2 separate regions of the Triticum aestivum genome follow, and region 1 is linked to region 2. The links are chromatin contacts, called in public Hi-C maps. All regions are on one chromosome and are shown on one strand. The core of a region is the stretch at or near the end of the contact, and the rest is flanking DNA. Distances in the headings are between cores, read along the strand shown. Region 1 holds the start of LOC123145580 (F-box protein FBW2). Region 2 holds the start of LOC123145578.

Evidence for each region. A called contact is a pair of places that touch in the nucleus more often than the background predicts.
Region 1: a Hi-C map of leaf shows a contact between it and region 2, with 5 times the contacts expected there. The contact joins the promoter of LOC123145580 here to the promoter of LOC123145578 in region 2. A contact is called at or near these places in 1 of 5 Hi-C or Micro-C datasets (leaf) and 1 of 1 datasets of contacts at active chromatin or transcription factors (leaf).

The regions. Positions count from the first base shown.
Region 1 is chr6D:428,515,214-428,518,024 of IWGSC CS RefSeq v2.1, forward strand. LOC123145580 (F-box protein FBW2) reads right to left here and starts at 1,281. Exons shown (of 3, transcript XM_044565039.1): 1 at 1,049-1,281; 2 at 596-939; 3 at 1-503. The coding sequence starts at 906.
Region 2 is chr6D:427,959,756-427,962,455 of IWGSC CS RefSeq v2.1, forward strand. LOC123145578 reads left to right here and starts at 1,410. Exons shown (of 3, transcript XR_006472329.1): 1 at 1,410-2,046; 2 at 2,278-2,700. LOC123145579 reads right to left here and starts at 1,255. Exons shown (of 1, transcript XM_044565038.1): 1 at 868-1,255. The coding sequence starts at 1,255. The coding sequence ends at 868.

The DNA of each region.
Region 1 (2,811 bases), core at 31-2,530, 560 kb after region 2:
AGTAGACCTCGTCGTCCTCAGAGTCGTCGTCGGAGCACTCCTCCCAGTAGCTGTTCTCGAAGCAGTCGTCGACGCCCGGGCCGAGGACGCTGAGCCGCGGGTGGCGCGCCCGCAGCAGCGCCTCGTCGACGGCCCAGCAGCCGCGCAGGTCGACGAACTCCAGGCCCCGGCACCGGGAGAGCACCTCCAGGATGGCCTCCGTGGTGACCAGCATGTAGCCGACCTCCAGGTGGCGGAGCGCCGGCATGGTGCGCGCGATGGCGCGGGCCTCGTCGTGCTGCCCGCACGCGTTGCGCCCGGCCACGTCGATCGGGTGCATCACGCGCCGGAGCGCCGCCAGGGACCGGCAGTGGCGGCCGAACGCCTCCAGCGCGCGCGCCCCGATCTTGGTGCAGCTGCTGATGTCCAGGAACGTGAGGTTGGGCAGCCCCGGCGCCACCGCCTCCACCACGGCGTCGCTGATCTCGCTCCGCGGGATCTCCAGCGTCCTCAGAGCGCGCGCGCTTGAAGAAGACAGAGAAATTCAGGCGCGCCATTTCGAATGAATGATCTTAACACGCAGCCGACGGCGATGGTGAGTGAGTGAGATGCTTACTGGTCGCCGATGAAGGAGAAGAGCGGGTCGCAGGGGAGGCCGGAGACGCTGATGCGGCGGCAGGCGCCGGAGCTGCGGCGGAGGAGCAGGTCGAGCATGCGGATGAGGTGGTCCGGGCGGCTGTGCCGCTGCTGGCTCCACTCCTCGATGTCGATCTCCTGCCAGCAGTAGGGCCCGGCCACGACGCGCCCCCAGGACTTGCACACCCGCGGCACCACCGTCAGCACCTCCTGCAGCGGCAGGTTGCGGAAGACGAGCCCCAGCGCGTCCGGCAGCAGCTCCTCCCAGCACCGGTACTCGCTCTCCCCCATTGCTCCTCCTCTCTCCCTCCCTCCTCGTCTCCCCTGCAGCCAAAGAGGTGCAAAATCAACGCAATTCCCCGCTCCAGCCAGCCAAGAACCAGAAGCCTCCGGCCATTTCCACTCCTCTGACTGAGGTTGGCCGCCTACCTACCTTAGAAATCACTCGAGGGTCAGGGGAGCAGCTGGGAGCGGCAGACTCTCCTCGGAGTCGGAGCAGAGCAGAGGGCCACGGTGAGCGAAACCCAAATGAGGAAACCTGTCCGAGAAGCGAGCGAGGAGCAAGATATAAGAAGCGCCACCACAGAGGTTGCAAGCTTGATTAGGCGCTGCTAATTACTAGTGGTAGTACTAAGAGCATCTCCAACAACAGGCGCCGAACACGCGGCGCGCCCATCGCTGGCTCCAGCCGCGCTAAAAACAGCACGCGCAGCTCCAGCAGTGCGCAAAAATACAGTGCGCTCATTCTATAACATTTTTTTTATAAAATTTGCATAGATAAAAAACGATACAAAGGTATTTTACATTTTACATCGGTGCAACTAGATAGATAGTTCGAAAGCATAGATAGATAGAACTACGGTGCAACTAGATAGATAGAACTACGGTGCAACTAGATAGAAACTACTACGGCATACATAGATAGAAACTACTCCAAGTCGCTACCATCATCATCATCATCCTCCTCCTCGGTGTTGTCCGAGGTATCGAGCCACATGTCGTCCCAACGTTCATCGTCTGACGTGAAGATCGACCTCCCACCTGCTGCAACGATATCGGACTGCGCATTCGCCAATGCCTTCCGCCGACGCCGGTCCACCCGCTCCGCGCGGCGCCTTGCCGTCCTCTCCGCCCAGTAGGCACGCTCGTCGGCGACGTCCTCCGGGTGGCGACGGCGCCACTCCGCCATGGCTCGCTCGTCCTCCTCGGCGATGAGGAGGCGGCGCTGCCGCTGAGCGTGGTCGGCACAGTCCATGTCGGTGATGAGACGCGGCGGAGGGGCGACGCGCTGCGCCTGCTCGCGCGTGAAGACGTCTCGGAAGTTCATCTGCGACCGGGGCCTCTCCAAGCGCCACGCCGCCGCGTCGTACGCGCGGGCCGCCTCGTGCGCGCTCCGGAACGACCCGAGGCCGAGCCGGACGTCGCCGGACCGGATCTCGGCGGAGTACCAGCCGTTGGGGCGCTCGCGGACGCCGCGGTAGCCCGAAGAACCCCGGCGGCGCGGCGGCATGGTGGCGCGGTGGTGGCGCGAGGTTGCGAGGGGAGGACGCGTGGCTATGTTCTGTGCGCGTGGCGAGCGCGGGATTTTATAGGCGCGCGCGAAGCGGCGCGCCAAATCTACCGCGCCGCGTGCCGCTTTCTCCCGCGCGCGCGCAAACGCTTCCCGCGCGCGGTAAGTTTCCTTCACCGCTGGAGCGCGCGGAACCAGCCGGCGCGCGCTAAAACCAAACTTTACCGCGCGGGCGCGCGTTTTGCCGTGCCTGTTGGAGATGCTCTAATGGCTAGAGTAGCAAGTAGGGAGTCCAATCAGGGAGTACCAGGAACGGCACGGCACGGCACGGATCTGAAAAGAGGGCCTCTTGCAGGGGCGGAAAAGGGTCGTCGGGGCCGGTGTGTACGCTTGACAGTTGGTGCTGCCCGTCGTCCGTGTGACCTACCATGGCGCATCAGGGGCAAGGAGAAAGTCTGGGTACGTGTGGGAAAGGAAGAACGCTTGAGCCTCAGCCTTCTGATGGGGGTAGGGTAGGGTAGGGTAGATGTGTGTTCGTTTTTACCTAGGTGAATCTGCGAGAAACAGTGGCTGGAGCGTGATGCTGGCCTGCAAATTTACCGGATTGACGATGGGGGAGAAGATGGCCCGGATTCCGATTGGGATCCGCCGGGGGAACGCCTGCTGGAGAAGCCACCGCCGCTGCT
Region 2 (2,700 bases), core at 160-2,659:
TGGGGTTCTCCTTGTTCTGTTTACGCCATCTTTTCCTTTTCTCCACAATATCTTCTCACCCCTCAGATATGGGGAGAGGTGAAGAACAAGAAAGAGAGGATCTGAAGGTAGTAGGAGAAACCAACAACGAGGCCAACTTCATGGGTCGTGTGCTTTGCGCACACCTCAGGGGAGGAGCAGCAGTGAGGAGGAGAAGAGGGCTGGGAAAGGGGGGAAGAGAGGAGGAGGGCTCACCGGATGACGAGCAGACATCGGCGAGGTGTGCAGGCAGCGGGGGGAGAGGAGAAGCCAGCGCTGCGCCGTCCTCTGCTTAGGAGCATCTTTGTCTCTCCAGACACCGCGCGCTCCCCGGCCACCCCATTGCGCCCCTGTTCGGCATGATCCTTGCTCGTGCCCTCGACCTCCTCATCCATACACAGGCGCCGCAGGGACGCACGCGGGAGGGGAGCCGAGCCATGGAGAAGAAAGGGTGTGGCGGCTGGGGGATTTTCTTTCTGGATCCAGCAGCTGCGGGGATTGAGCGGGGATGGAGACGAGGCGGCTGACGCGAGCCTCGGGAGTCGGGACGAGAGGGGATTGGACGAGCCATCGAGGCCCCTCGGCAGCTGTCCCCACAACGCACGACGCGCGCAGCGCATGGGGAACGACCCGCCAAAAGCAGTTGACACGAAAAACTCTAAGGGAAATGCCGGCGCAACACTCGGCCGGTCTCCATCTCCACGTGACGCAGCACGTCCTCCCACGCGCCAAAATAGGCTCACGCACCGCTGTTTCTCCTTTCCTTATCCTCTCGCGAGCCTTCCTGTCCATTCATTTTTCACCCCCTCTTCTTTTCCCCATGGATCTCAAATCAGTTCTCACCCGTCATCGCGCAAGGCAGGGGGAGGACATGGCCTGCACCTTCTCCATGCTCATGGCTTTGACGGGGGGCGGCGCTGCTAACCACTGCATGGCGGCGGCCTTGGGGCGGCGTGGCGGAGCGGGTGCTGGAGACGGGGGCGTCCATTGGTGCTGGAGACGGCGTCCAGCGATGCTGCAACCAGCCGAGCATGGCGTTGCCCACCACGGGCACGGTGACCACGCTGACGGGTGCTGCAAACCACGGTGGCAAAACGATGGAACCGTGGCGGAGGATGCTGGAACCGGCTGAGCCCGATGCTGCGACGAGGCGGCGATTTTTGGTGTGGTGAAGTTTTTGGTGGAACCAGGCATCAGCGGTGCTACAACCAGCCACAAAAATTGCTGGAACCGGCATCCACCGGTGCTGGAACCGGACGCGCCTTCCCACCGCGAACGGTTTTTTGCTGGAACTTGCTACTTCTTTTGCTACATCTACTTTCCTTTTGGATTTTGCTTCCTGTTATTTTTGCTGGAACCGGACACTCCTCGCACTGCCGACGTGCTTTTTGGCTGGAACCAGCTTTTCTTTTTGCTGAAACTTGCTACATCGACTTCTTCATTTGGTGGGGATGGGTGGTGTTTTTGCTACAACCGGCAACTACAAAAGTTACATCTACAACCGGCAACTACAAAAGTTACATCCGGCGAGCGGTTTTTGTACGACCAGCAATGAGGATGAGTACTTCCTTTTTGCTAGCTCATTGTCAGCATGCTGCGACCGGCGACCGGCGCCACCGGAGCTGCGGTCGTCGCCACAGGGAGCTGCAGCCACGGGCGCACGCTGCTGCATGCATGTAGCGAGAAACGCAAGAGGTGGCTACGATGGCGACCTGCAGGGACGAGGACGACCGGCGGCGAGGGCAGCGACTAGCGAGATGTGCCAGGCAGTGCTTCAAGGCCGGGTGCGTCGCTAGTCCATGGCTACCTGATGGAAGCTTGTTTTTTCCAAAGAAAAAAATACATTGACAGAGAAAGGAGAGAGAATCGTGTGGCTACCCGATGTTTGATCGGACGCTGCTGGTGCGACCGGCCCAAATTTCGGCGGGCGCACCGGCGCGTGTGACTCGCCAAACTCTAACCCACACTGCGGGGACATGAGCGCAGCCGACGAGCGGGACCAGGGGAACACCGGCCCACCCGTCATAGGTACTCCCTCCGGTCCTTTTTACTCCACGTATTAGATTTGTCTGAAGTTAAACTTTGCTAACTTTGACCAAATTTATAATAGAAACTATTAACATATATAATACCTTATGAAAATATATTCGAAGATGGATCTATTGATATTGGTGTTGGTTGTTATTAGAATGTTAATATTTTTTTAATAAATTTGGTCAAACTTTGAAGAGTTTGACTTCAGATAAAGCTAATATGCAGAGTAAAAATGACCGAAGGGAGTACGACACAAGCGTGGGCGTGAAAACCAGGTGCATGTGCGTCCGCCAACCCTTCAGCAGCGTTGCGCAGTCCTCGCACGACGCACGCCACAGTCAGCGCGCAACGACCCATGCGACGCGCCAGGGGCGGTCTACCCGAGAATTTCTAACCCAGCCAATGGAAGAACTGGGCGAGCCCACCAGTCATCATAGCCCACGCTCGATCACTGGGTCAAAATAGAAAGTAAAAAACGTGCGGCCAACAAGGCGCGTTGACCCGACCAAGCGAGATCAAACGGCCATGACAATGTGAAATCGGTGGATCGCTCGGGAGGGCGGGTCGTCCCGGAACCTTATATGTTAGAATATAATATAATTAATTATCAAAAGCACACTAACTGATTTCTTCTTTCATATTTTATAA